Regions from separate parts of the Mus musculus genome. Here all the other regions are linked to region 3. A link is a contact called in public ChIA-PET and HiChIP or PLAC-seq data. All regions are on one chromosome and are shown on one strand. The core of a region is the stretch at or near the end of the contact, and the rest is flanking DNA. Distances in the headings are between cores, read along the strand shown.

Evidence for each region. ChIA-PET counts read pairs in DNA pulled down with a chosen protein or histone mark. HiChIP or PLAC-seq counts read pairs in DNA pulled down with a chosen protein or histone mark.
Region 1: an H3K27ac HiChIP or PLAC-seq map of microglia shows a contact between it and region 3, with 4 times the contacts expected there. The contact joins two enhancer-like sites. A contact is called at or near these places in 2 of 115 datasets of contacts at active chromatin or transcription factors (the 230-238 cell line and microglia) and 1 of 9 other capture datasets (adipose tissue).
Region 2: a contact with region 3 is called in an RNA polymerase II ChIA-PET map of memory CD8 T cells, with 10 read pairs. The contact joins two enhancer-like sites. A contact is called at or near these places in 3 of 115 datasets of contacts at active chromatin or transcription factors (embryonic stem cells, large pre-B cells and memory CD8 T cells) and 1 of 9 other capture datasets (liver).

The regions. Positions count from the first base shown.
Region 1 is chr1:87,959,600-87,963,739 of GRCm38.p6, forward strand. It overlaps Usp40 (ubiquitin specific peptidase 40), which reads right to left. Exons shown (of 32, transcript NM_001198573.1): 23 at 2,825-2,889; 24 at 190-264. Among named protein-coding and RNA genes, the nearest start is that of Usp40, 47 kb to the right of the region's middle. Within about 2 kb of position 1,297, at least 104 of the 459 cell types and tissues checked have an H3K27ac peak or open chromatin away from gene starts, as enhancers often do. A contact at or near this core is called in adipose tissue and microglia, where this site is marked.
Region 2 is chr1:87,375,209-87,379,705 of GRCm38.p6, forward strand. It overlaps Gigyf2 (GRB10 interacting GYF protein 2), which reads left to right. Exons shown (of 29, transcript NM_146112.4): 7 at 3,764-3,875. Among named protein-coding and RNA genes, the nearest start is that of Kcnj13, 17 kb to the right of the region's middle. Within about 2 kb of position 2,978, at least 15 of the 459 cell types and tissues checked have an H3K27ac peak or open chromatin away from gene starts, as enhancers often do. A contact at or near this core is called in memory CD8 T cells, where this site is marked.
Region 3 is chr1:87,656,016-87,660,722 of GRCm38.p6, forward strand. The region is part of intron 2 of Inpp5d (inositol polyphosphate-5-phosphatase D); the gene reads left to right. Among named protein-coding and RNA genes, the nearest start is that of Inpp5d, 38 kb to the left of the region's middle. Within about 2 kb of position 3,131, at least 120 of the 459 cell types and tissues checked have an H3K27ac peak or open chromatin away from gene starts, as enhancers often do. A contact at or near this core is called in adipose tissue, memory CD8 T cells and microglia, where this site is marked.

The DNA.
Region 1 (4,140 bases), core at 47-2,546, 300 kb after region 3:
TACGTATAGCTATTTTAATTTTATTTAGAAATTAGGAAGGAAATCTGCTTGACTGATAAGCTTTTTTGCAAAGCTGTCTATTTTTTTTTTTTTTGTAATGACTGCCTATATTTTCTCATTCCCTATTATCATAGTAATCAGAAAACAGTAACTTACTTACAAAACGGCCATTTAGAAACAGTATCTTACCGGAGGAGGAAGTTTCCCTTCAGTTAAAAGCAAAGTATCCCCAGAACGTATCATAAGCTCTTTCAGTGTTGCATCCTGGGAACACAGAAATTCTTTTTGTCACTTCTGAAATGAACAAAGAGACCATTGGATCTTTAAAAGTTTTATACTTCTATTATCTTCTCAAGAGATAAACAACCAAGCAGACACTGAAGACAAAGGAGATAAAACTAAGACTATGAATCAGAATACCATTATGTCTTAAGCTATGGGCACAGAACAGAAGAGCCACAAAGGATCTGAGGAAAGAGACAACAATTTGTGGAATGTAAGATGTCAGTGATTCTTGGAAAAAATGGCTGGGTTTGGAAACTAGAGGAAATAAGATAAAGAACTTTGTCAGGGGATAGGAGTTGGGGGTGGAGATAAAAAGAGGAACAAAGGGAAAGTCAGGGCTGACAACAGTCAAGAGCTGAGAGGCAGGAAGGCCCGAGTGCACAGCATCGGGTGGCAGGCAGCTGGACGTGAAGCACGGCAGAGAGTGAGCACTGCCTGGGGTGCAGGACAGAAATGACCACTGAAGATGGTTTGGGCTATGTATGAGGGGCTATGTGGGGACCACTTGCCAGGCCAGGAAAGCTGAGAAGTAATTTAGTTCAGAGGAAACAGCTCTCAAGGTCAAGCAGTGCGTGGTACTCTGGCAGTAGAAAGGGGCAAGGAGAGTAGAAAGGCCAGGACCAAATCTAAGAAAGACAAAGAAGAGACTGCCAAGTTTGAAAGGGACTTCAGCTTTGAAAACTATGAGCTTTGAGATGAACTGTCTAATACTGATTTGGGGACTGATTATGAAGAAAATACCCAGGCATGGTGGTGGATGCCTGTAATCCCAGCACTTGAAAGGCAGAGACAGGAGGGAGGAAGTCTGAGGCCAGCATCAGTTTGTTGTAATAGCCTGTCTCTGGAAAAACAGACAGTTGTGGGGCAAGTTGTGTCACCAGACAAAAATTGGAATGGTTGAGCAGATTCAGAAATCCTTACTTCTCGTATCTGAGAATGGTATACACGCCATTTACTCTCAAACCTGGCTACTGTACTGGAACATGTGACCGTGACACCGCACATGAGGATTGTGACCACTAGTCACTTAGCACAGAACAGAGTTCTCCATGCTAATGAGTTATCTAGATGGGCCAGCCAATAAGCTTCCCCTCCCAGACACCCCCTTTAATCTCTGGCCCACCCTGACTAAGTCATAGGGACCAATTTTCCAAGATGAACAATGAATAAACAGTTTGGAAAAAGACTGCCTCTCTCATCAAGAACTGCTGTGGGGGAAGCCTTCATCATACAGAACCATGCTGCTTAAGTCTCCTGCAGAAGGCTCCTTCTGCCCTTCGGACACAAAACTCACCCCTGAGCTAAGCTGGAGTTTTCCCCACTCCCATGGCCAGCCTGGGTGGCCCCCTCATTCCCAACTCTATATGGTTCCTAGTGGTGACTGGACACTGGGAGTTTGTGAAACCCTGCCTTCTTCACCTCAGCCTGTGCTGTTTCTCACTTGGGCCCCACATCTTAAGCTGCCTTCTGCCTTCTGCTTCCCCCAATGTAGCCTAGTTCCCTCCTGTTTTGTCTGCCGGAGTGGTATTTACAGACCCCAACTGTGGGGTAGAACTCGGACCCACAGACTACTAAGAGGCTACCTAATTTTAACACCTCAGAATTCTCTGAGACCTGCTTCTTACTCTCTTGGGTGCTCAGTGGACTTTACTGACTGGTAAAGTGTCTCAGTGCAAGCCCAGTTGTGCCTTTTTAAAAACATAAACCACTGCTGATCCCTAGACAGACAGGGGGAAGGCACACAGGGCCAGTGTGCTGACTCCAAGACAGCAGGAATGTAGGCGGGGAAGAGTGCTGACCACAGCTATCTAAGATGCCAGAGCTTCATTTGGCTACCTGCTGAGTGTAGATAAGGAGGTCTGATGCAATTTAAGACCAACCAACAGACTACATGGATTCCAACTGCTTAGACAGAATCTTTCCTGCTGCTGGACCATGTAGAGACATTTACTTACAGAAACATTTGTGATCAAAGTATTTGGAGGTTGGAGTTCAAATGTCTTCAAAAGCTTTCCGGCATCCTTGTGCCATCTGCTCTCTGAAATTCTCTGCTTGTTGAACTACTACTCAAGCTTTCCTGCCCACCAGAGGGGTTTGCCACTCATGTCAGACTGTTCCTACCTAGCCCACACTTGCCATTTATCAGAAAACCAGTGGGAAAAAGTGAACATAAATAGACACATTTATAGAGTTTTTTTGTATGCTAAGAAAGAATAAAACTTTTCTTTATTTTAGAATTGCTCCTACAATGGGAAGAGGGAATTGTGTATGAAACTATGGAATAAGCTTAACCATTTTTTAAGAGTAAAATGTAGAAGGGATGGGCTGGCAAGATGGCTCAGTGGGTAGGGGAGCTTGCTACCAAGCCAGGAGAACTTGGACCCACAACATAAAGGCAGAATGAGAGAACTGACTGCATGAAGTTGTCCTTTAGACACCACATGCCTGCTAGGCACATGTGGCATGTTCCCCCTCCCCATCACACACACAATATAGTAATAAGGTAAAATATTTGGAAAACGTAGAGAAAGGCTCTTACCTCTTCACATAAAGGTTCACCAGCTTCATAGCACCAATCCATTTTCCTTAAGTGCCAAATCTCTCCTAGGAAGGAATTAGCAGCAAGATGAAGAACACTAGAGAAGACACTATAAGAGTTTGCCAGGAACCAACTCCTAGAGACACAGGTATGAAGTGAGGCTCCATCTAGTAGCACACGGTCATTTCTGTCTGAAAATTATGTCCTCCACAATATGAAAAATATTAAGTTGGTTCTTCAATCTGTTTAGTTTGCTTTTTTCCCAGCAAAAACTTGTGAAGCAAAACCATATACTCACTGGGGATGTAGCCCAGGAGCAATACCTACCTGTTTTGAGCAAGCTCCTGAGTCCACACACACAGCCTAGCTGAGCACAACTGAAAAGAACATGCAACCATAGTGCACGTGCTGCTATGCTACACCGGTTACTTGGTAGCTTTGTAACATGTATACGAGATTACACATAACACACACACACACACACACGCACGCACACACGCACGCACGCACGCACGCGTGCACACACACACAAACACACACACTTCTAAGTATAGAATCTCTTCTAAAAGCTCTAGGAAATTGAATTTGATTTTGCTACCGCACCTGAGAAATTTCTAGGGTTTTCAAGGACTTAGCAATTAATCTAACAAAAGTAGACAGTACTTCCTGAGAGGCATGTTCATGAAGTGGGTGTGAGTTAAACACATTTTGACTTAGAGTTTGATTAGAGTCTTGTTTTTCAGTAGACTGACTACCCTGTTAAAATGACAGATGCTTTTTAAAAAAATTTTTGTGTGTGTGTGTGTGTGAGGAAAATGTCGAATGGGGCAAGTTGGTTATTAAAAGAATAACAATGTTGATAAATATACCTAACAGGAAAGGTATACTGATTTTTTTTTTTTTTTTTTTTTGGTTTTAAGGCATTTATTTTGAAAGGCAGAGAGAGGGAGAGAGTAAAGAAGCAGAGGGCGGCCATGGCCACGTGGAGAGAGGAGGAAGGGAAGGTGGAGAGAAGGGGAGCAAGAGGGCAAGAGTAAGAAAAGAGAATAAGAGGTAAGAGAGTAAGAGAGGTATACTGATTTCTTATATTTACCTTCAGGTAAATAAGAAAGCTTTAACTTTGATTCTGTACAGTACCCTTCTTTCTAAGAACCTGGTTAGCTGTTAGTTCTGGTTTAAACACATTAAGATTTGTCAGCTATCGGGCTGGAGAGATAGCTGAGCTGTTAAGGGCACTGACTGCTCTTCCAGGGGTCCTGAGTTCAATTCCCAGCAACCACATGATGGCTCACAACCATCTGTAAAATGGGATCCAA
Region 2 (4,497 bases), core at 1,728-4,227, 280 kb before region 3:
AATTTAATTCTGAAAGCTTTGTTTCCTGTGCTCTTCAGGTCAAGCCAGAGAAAAGTTTCCTTAATTAAGAGTGCAGACCACACACATCCTCCACCTGTTCTCTGTAGGCCTTAAAAAAACCTTACGTATTTAGAAGGGAGCAGATCTGGGTGTGGTAATGTACGCCTGCAATCCCAGCATTTGGTGATTGCTGTCAGGAGGCTCAGTAGTTCAGGCCCAAATTTTAGTTATATTGACAGTTTAAGGCTAGCCTGAGCTACATTAGGCACCCTCTAGAGCAACAACAACTAACCTGTGGCCCCCGCCTAACAAATACAGTACCCCAGAGCAACAACAGGTAGAAGGAACAAGTGAGGGGTCGATGAGTTGTCTTTTTGTTTGTTTGTTTCTTTGAAGTTAGAGTTTTTGTAACCAGAGCTTGCATAAAGCCCATATGTTGTGACATACAAGTAAATTAGTGTGCTAATGTTGAAGGGTACAGAACTTGTCAAATGGATGCTCTTACCTTTGTGAAAATACTTGGAATGCCATAGTCACAATGGCCTGTAATACTTGTGTCTTTGGGTTTTTACTTAATTTTACCTCTCAGGTTAAATATTGATTACTGTGACTTTTCTTTGGATTGTAGAATCTCTTTCCAACTCAAGGAAAAACTCATATGCAAATCTATTGGTTTCTAGACTTAAAGATATCCTGACCTCGTAATGTTTAAGAGAACAAGGGGCTATGTACTATTGCATTATCTTTCTTTTTTATGTCGTCTGGATGTTAGAAAGAATACATATACTGTCAATTGTACCAGTGGCATTGTTAGGAAGCATATTTTCTCCTTAAAGAATAGGGTAAGCTTTCAGGTAATAGTACAATTCTTCAAGTTGAATAGGCTGATTACATGTTTTTCTGCTTGTTCTTGTGCATGTGAACCACATTTATAGATGACTTAAATGTGGAAAAATCTAGAATCTGGTTTCTCTAATGCTGACTTAGCAGTAAAGCTTCCACCACACAAGCAGGGCTGGAGGTAGTCAGAATTGCAAAACCCAAAATCCATTATATGTATTTTTCTTGATCTCTCCCCCCACCCCCCACCCCCCAGTCTTCCAAGACTTAATGGTTTTGGTCAAGACTAAAATGTTTTTCTCAAAGTGGTTCTACAGAATAGGTTTTCTGGAGTTTACCCCCCCCCCCCCCAAGGGTTTCTCTGTGTAGCCTCTGTGGCTGTCCTGGAACTTACTCTGTAGACTGGGCTGACTGAACCTCAAGAAGTTCACTTGCCTCTGCTTCCCAAGTGCTGGAATAAATACTATTTTTAAAAATTACATTTATGTGTGGGAATGTGTATTTGTGTTCAGGTGGTGTAAGAGACCAGAAGAAGGTACTGGATCCTCTGTAGTTGGAATTAAACAGTTGTAGCCACGTGGTGTGGATACTGGGTGCCAAACTCAGTCCATTCAGTTAACTGCTGGACCATCTATCTAGTCTGGACAAAATTAATCTTGAAAAAGGAGAGGATTTGTTCCTTATCCTAAAGTCACTGTTGTGGAGGAATATTTTCGCGTTAGAGTAGTTACTATTAAATTATTTTAGGATTTTAAATAAAATGTATACATATTCTGAATGTAGGGCAGAGGGAGAAAGCTACTTAAACTGTAAGTTGACTTTAGGTTGACTTAAAAGTAATGAACCTGGAAGATAACTTTGTGATTGTTAGAGTTAAACTGTAGTTTTCACTTTTATTTTATAGACAAAGTGGATACTAGTCTAGTCAAGAGAATATCCTAATATATATTATATAATTTTTTTCAGTATTTTGTAAGAGTCATGGAAGTATTCCTGTAATCTGAGTCAGTTCCTGATAGGTTATGATGAAGTGCATGGGTACTTGAATTCACTTGCTTCATTGGATGTTTCATTCAGAATATATTATTTTCGGGTTAGAGGTGTATTTTTTGTGGTAGAGCTTTTGCCTAGCATTTGCATTGTGCTCTGTTTGGTACCTAGCACCATACACAAAATAAAGCTTTATCATTTTCTTCTGATCATTTTGATCTATGGGAGAAGTTAAGTTTGGGATAGCTGCTAAGGTATTTTTTGTTATAAATGCACCCCAAACTCCCATGCCTCCTCTAGTTTCTTCATTTGTGTCAGTACTGTTCACATGTTCATTGAGTAAACTACAGAATGTCCAAAGCTGAAAGTGCGTGCTACATACATATCTGCATGTGTCTCAGTCACTCTTAGCTGTGCAGCAGTATGGACAACATCACAATATCACCCCCCCCCCCCACTTGAGTATGCTTTTGTCATTCAGTAGCACAGGTCTGAGTTAACATTAGTGCCTTAGTTATGTGGATTTGTATTGTTCTGGGATGTTTCATCAGAATTTATTTAGCCAACTATTATTAGGTTGTTTCTAGTGTTTTGAAATTCAAGTGTTCGTTTTCATACAAATATGTGTCATGCCTTATTTAACAAGACGCGAGCCTCATTAGGTTATTTTATTTTCATTGATATATGAACATTATAATTTACACAGGCTTATATGGTTTAGGTTATTTACTTGGTTTGGCCTCCAGATACAGTTAAAAGACAATGATTACAAGATATATGCTGTTGCTTGTGGTATAAATGGGATATTGTTTTATAGTAAATTTAAAATAAGTACACTTGAAAATATAATATATCCTCAAATAAATAACTTTTCATTGTCACAATCACATACTGTGTACTACATGCTGGCAAATATGCCATGTTTTTAAGTGACTGGCAGTTCAGTAGATTTCTTTAGACCAGCACCATCACAAATAAGTCTCTAGTTACTTCAGAGTTTTCAACTCCATTATAATGTGGTTGAACAGTGAGTGGTTATAGTAAGTCTTATCACTGGTTGAAACTGTATGCATTGCATGATGGTTTACATACTTGTGAGTGCCTCCCTCTCCTTCCCTTTTGTTCTTTTTTTCTTCTTTCCCTTTCGGTCCTTTTCATCTTTCTTAGGCTTTTTGAGTCATTCTTGATGTAACACAAGCTGGCTTTGAGCTGTCAGTTCTCTGTTTCAGCCCCAAATGCTGAGATTATAGGCATGTTCCACCCCACTTGACTCTGTAAAAATGTTTCTACTGGGATAGATTCTGAGCAGAGTCACAGGTTGATAGTTAACCAGATGGCCTTCATTAGAAGCCTGCTAACATTTGATTTGCAAAGCTTTTAAGTCCCTATACTCCAACTACTCTGCGGAATGACTTTAGTGTTGCTAATTTTCCTTACCTCAGTGAAGGATTCTTTTTATCCTGTAAGAATATAGTTCGCAGTCCTACAGTTGTTCAGTTCACTTCTGCTATCTTTTTTCTGGAATTGGATAAAGGAATTTTATCGTGATTGACACTTCCTACTAGAGTTTCTCTCTAGAAGTTCCCCATAGTAAGATTTCCCCAGTAGTTATTGAAAACAATCCATGAAAACATTCAATTTATAATGGTGTACTAGCCTTGGTAGACGCCACTGTGGACCTCGTCACTGATGAGTTTCCTGTTGGTGCTGTGTATTGTTCAGGACTGGGATTCCTTCACGAGTGGTTGGTTTATTTTTTTCATACCCCAGTTCAGTTCTATCAGAGCCATTATGTCTTGCTAAATACTTAAATGTGGCCGTCTTGAAGTGTACAGAGAGATAGAACTTCATAGAGATTAACCTTCAGTGTTGAACATACTTGTTGGATGTTGGTTTCTAACTATTTCCCCTCCCCCTGTTTTCTTATTTTCAGGCAGAGGTAGAGGTGAATGTGGTTTCTACCAAAGAAGTTTTGATGAAGTAGAGGGTGTGTTTGGGCGAGGAGGTGGCAGGGAAATGCATAGATCACAGAGCTGGGAAGAAAGGTAACTAAAGTGTTGAGATTGTAATGTAATTAAGCATTTGCTGGTCTATAAAACTCACCCTAGTGGTATTCTATAGGACTTGCCTGTGTGCCAGTTATTTGACAGGCTGAGGAAGGAGATTCTGGAGTACTGGCTATCCTGCACAATTTAGCAAACTTCTGAACTCAAAATAAAAATGGAAAAAAATGGCTAGGATTCTAACCCATTGGTAGCTCTCTAGGGAGGTTCAGCCCTCAGTACTCCAAACAAAACAAAGCACACCGCGTTCCTTTCATGAGTGGTACAGGGTTGCGTGTTCCTGTGATCCTAACACTTGGGAGGCCAAGACAGAAGAATCATGAGTTCCAGACCAAAATGGGCTGCATGGTGTGACCTAGAGAATCACAGAAGTTGGGTGGGAGTGTTGTCTCCTCTCTAGCCCCTGGCCTTCCCTCAAGAAAGAACATTTTGAAAACACAGAACTTATCCCTTTTCTGCTTTTCCTGAAATTTCTGTACAATAAAACATAATATATAATTCTTACAGTTAAGGATGAGCCTTGATCTCAAAATAAGGGTAGAAGGGTTAAGGTTGTAACAGTGGTGGCTGTCTTGCTCAGCACCCTGAGGTTTAGTACTCAGAA
Region 3 (4,707 bases), core at 1,881-4,380:
CCCCCAATCATAAAACTAATTTCATTGCTACTTCATTAACTATAATTTTGCTACTGTTATACATCAGAAGGTAAATATTTTTGAAGATAGAGGTTTGCCAAAGGGGTCACAACCAATAGTTTGAGAACCTCTACTCTAGAAATATATATCTCAGGTTCTGCTGTGCCTTCCCAGCCCCAGATTGTAGGCTCTTAGCTGAATTTAAGAACCTCTGGGTCTTTGTAATGGGGAAAGCACCCAAGATGTGAACAGTGCTCATTGCTGTTAGTCTCTGCCCTCTCAGCAGACAGAACCAAGAAGGTGGGGGAGGAAGTGTGTGTGTGTGTGTGTGTGTGTGTGTGTGTGTGTGTGTGTGTATACAATTCATACTGCTACTTCCCATTCAAATCCCAAACAACAGAATTGCTCTGCAGCTCCCTCCCTAGCCTGGCTTGCATGCTTCTCCTTGTTCCTTAGCAGGTGTGAAACCAGTGCCCTGCTCAGTTGTCCCTTTGGCCTCACCATCTCCTGTGGCTTCTCAGGATCTGGATATTTCCTTACCTCAGTGTCCGCTGTGCCTTCAGCCCAACTGTCTCTGTATCCGTCTGTGTCCCTACCATCGCCATGACCCCAGCTCGGAAGTTGGCTCTAGCTACTTCAAAGGCGACGAAACAATGAAACTGTGCTAATAACCAGAGGAAAGGGAGCTGGGCATGGTGGGTCATGCCTATAATCCCAGTACTTGGGAGGCTGAGGCAGGAGGATCTCAAGTTCCACTCTAGCCTGAGCTATATGGTTCCAGAGCAAAATCCTTTCTCAGAGGAAGAAGGAAGGGGGTGAGCTGTCTTCTTTGGGGATATCCTTTAGAGAAACCACTCTCAGCCCTAGAACTAAAGACAGGTTTCTGAGTCTAAAGCAGTCCCCCAAACTATTCTCAGCCCAAGCTGCCCCTTTCCCCAGGCTTCTGGGTCTCTCTAGCTGGCCACGCCTCCTCAGTCTATTAGTGTTCTAGCTGTACCAGATCCCTGTCCCTGCCCCTTTCCCCTTTCTTCCACCCTACCTCCCTCATTCAAGTACAGACTCTTACCCTGTACTGCTGCCAAAGTGATGTCATCCTGACCAGCAGTGGTTTGCACCTGTAATCGCCACACTCAGATGATGAGTTTGAGTCAAGTCTGGGCTATAATGTAAGAACTTGAATCAATCAATAAATAAAAGTTAAAATATCAATCCTACATGAATGCACACCCCAGCTCTTGAGTGCTCCCAAAAGCTTTCAAAATTATTGTTAAAAATAATAGTAAGTTCTACAAAATCCCAGAGGCCCCAGAAATCATGCGCTCTCCCCTTCACCCACATGAAGTCTTTTTGGCCAAGGCAGAGGAGGTGAGTAGACATTGAGAAGAAGGCAGACGGAAGGTAGAGGAAACTTCCTGATGACTGCAGAGATAGGAGAGGGCAGAGGGGCCTGTGGAGAGAGACTCAGGAGAAGCTGGGTCCTAGACACACTGATAACTGCATAGGGAGATGGCAGACCATGCTATCTAAAACACAAAGGCCTGGTCAGGCCAGCTGAACTCCTGAGCTGCCCTGCTGCCACCCCCCTTCCACAGTCCCCCTTCCCCTTCCCCTGCCCCCTGCCCAGCACAGCTCTCAGATCTTCTGTGTAAGTTGTATCTGTGGAACACCCCCAAGCTTGGACTGAGTCTAGCCCCTGCCTGTCCCTCAATCACCGTCTTTTCAACTGGCAGACTCAGGGTCCTCACTAAGAAGCAGAAATAATAAACACGATCACTGGCACCCCTCTGCCCGCAGACAAATGTGTTTTCACCCTGCTTTCACCCTGCTGCCTAAGCCTTGTCTTCTGACTTTCTCCTTGGACCTGAAGAGGGTGCTTTGATTTGGTGTGAATCTGCATGGAGCTCTTTGGTTTGGGTTCCCCACTTCCCACTTCCCACCATCTATAAAATCTCCATGGTAACTGAATGGGCCGGCCTCAGAATGGCTAAGTAGCTAAAGATCGCCTTGAATCCCTGATCCTCGGTCTCTGCCTCCCAAGGGCTGGCATCTTGGGCCTGCAGTCCTGCTCTGGGAAGTCTTTTCAACCTAAAAGGAAGGCTACCCCAACCTTCAGGAGTGGCCACCCGGAGCACCACACTTCTGCTCAGCGGCTGGCAGACTTCCTCCCCTGTGCCCAGTCTATTTCAGTTCTGCATTTAGAGATGTCAGACAGTGCTGACATTAAAACTATCCCCTGGGATGTTTCAGCTTGTCTAGGGCTCTGACCGCCCAGGCCTGCTCTTTCCTGCTCCCCACCCCCACCCTGCCCCCAGGGTATTTTCAGTCATCCCCAGGACTGCATCTGAAAAAGCAGCCAGCAGTCTGACCACCAGCTGACCTTCAGATGACCTTAGTCTTAAAGGTACCAGTGCCCTCCCTCCTCTTCCTCAAACCTGGACCCCCCCAGCCTGAAGGCCAACCAACCCTCCATACCCAAAAACCTTTGTGCATGGCTTTGTACCTTCTGGGATATTGCTCCCTGGTAGATGCAGATGCCAAGAGATAGAACAAGATTTTCCCTATAAGATCTAGCTGGGCAGTCCACTCCCCTCCACCTCCCTGCACCTTTTATAGTAGCGTGGTCTGTTTTATGGAGCAGATGTATCTCAGAACAGTGGGCTGTGGTTATGTACCGTACCAGTTTCCCCTGTCAACAGACCTGGGCTATAAGACAGGGTTTTTCAAGGCTCTTGTGAAGGGGGGGGGTTGGTAAAGTAGGAACCACAGTTATATCCCAAGGCAGAGTGAGCTGTGCATTCAAAGCTTGACTCCTTGGGTTGTTGTCTATAAAGGCCTTATAAAAAACATTGCTTCTAGTTACTCTGTGTAGACATATTAACTAATCAGAGACAAGGACTATATTTCATTTCGTGAACAGAACTAATCCTTACTTTATTGTCTTGTGTGTGACTTTTGATTCTGAACATAATAAATTCATGTCCAGTCTGTTGATTAAGCAAATCCCATGGAGAGGTCTATCAGCCTCAAGCCTGGGATATCCCAGTTACAAGCATTATTTTAAAGTAGGAAGAGCCTGAGGCTGAGGGTGGAGCACAGTGAAAGGGCTCGGGCCACACCATGCACCACACCCGCTCATCTTCAGGTTCTCTCTCTCTTGGATCAAACTGCCTGCCACATGCTATAGTTAATCTGTTAAGGAGAGAAGGAATTCATGCCTGCCAAGTGGAAGAGGAGAGTCACCGGGGAGCAGGGGCCTCACGGTCCATGGGTATTGTGGGGTATCATTCCTAAGGGGCACAGTGAGGGTACATCAGTAAACAGCTCAGAAGGCTGTTAGAGGCCCACAGCTAACTCGAGACCTTTGGGGTTCCTTCTCTATTTCAAAATGACTTGGTGTATCTTTTAAGGAAGGCCTTAGCTGCAGAATGAGGAACAAAAGCTGGCGGCCTAGACGCTAAGAATCCAGAGCCACGCCCCTCTGCTGGCAGGGAACTATGAACTAGGCCTTGATCTGAGCCTCATGTTCCATGTGACACACAGGTGCTTCTCTGCCATCATGATTGTCCTCTGGTTCATTCACTCCTTTGAGTTTAGCCAGTGAGAGCCCCAGCCAGGTGGTAAGACAGCGAGAGGAAGATAGTGAAGAAGCGGGGGTGGGTCCTCTGGCACTGGCTCCCTCCTGCTGGGAGTTCTCAGTGGGCTCCAGCACTATCCTTCTGCTGGGAGGTTCCAGGGGGGTAGGGGTAAACTGCTTCCCTCCGCTGTTAGCTCTAGAACTCTTCCTCTCTACCTACCAAACTCTCCCCAAATGCCAGTTTTATATGGCCATCTGCTTCCTGCTAGGACTATGACTAATGCCTATGACACCTTTCTTGACCACATTTTACATTTTAAAATAGTCGAAAAAGCACCACCTTTGGGATTGTTGGGAGAAAAGGGGGTACACCAAGCCCCACCTCTCACTGTTTCTACCTCCAAGCCCAAGCACACAGAAGGTATCTAACCTAGTTTTATTTCCTGTTGCTGTAATAACAAAAAGCAACTAAGGGGGTGGCGGGAGGAAAGGTTTGTTTTTGTTTTCACTCATAATTCCACATTACGGCCCTTTGTAACGGGGAGGTGAAAGTGGTAGCCAGGCAGAGGTGGCGGGTGCTGTTGGTCCCAGTGCTTGAGAGAGACAGAGGCAGGTAAATCTCTGAGTTCAAGGTTAGCATGGTCTACAAAGTGAGTTCAAGGACAGCCAGGGCTACACAGAGAAACCCTATCGTAAAAAAACCAAAACAAAACAAAAAGGCAATACTCCTCTCCTATTCCCTGCCCCCCCACACACACACACGCCATAGGCCAACCTGATCTAGACAATTCCTCACTGAGACTCTCTTCCCAGATAATTCTAGACTGTGTCAAGTTCACAATTAAAACTACAAATTCTTGCCTGTCATTCTGATTCCAGTGTGGTAACCCCACAGAATCAGGGGTTGCCAGGCTCCTCAGAATTACAGGAAGTACGGTAGACCGAGATGTAGTATGTAGACCCCGCTCCTGTGGGGAGGGGGGCCTCTTAGGCAGGTGAATATGTGCAACATCTCATGTGGAAGGGGACCTCTAGGCTCATTACTAAAGGACATTATTGTTCCTCCTGGCCCACAGTCAGTACACTGCCACCTAGAAGATCTTCCCACGTGTTGGTTTAGGCTTAGTGGGGTT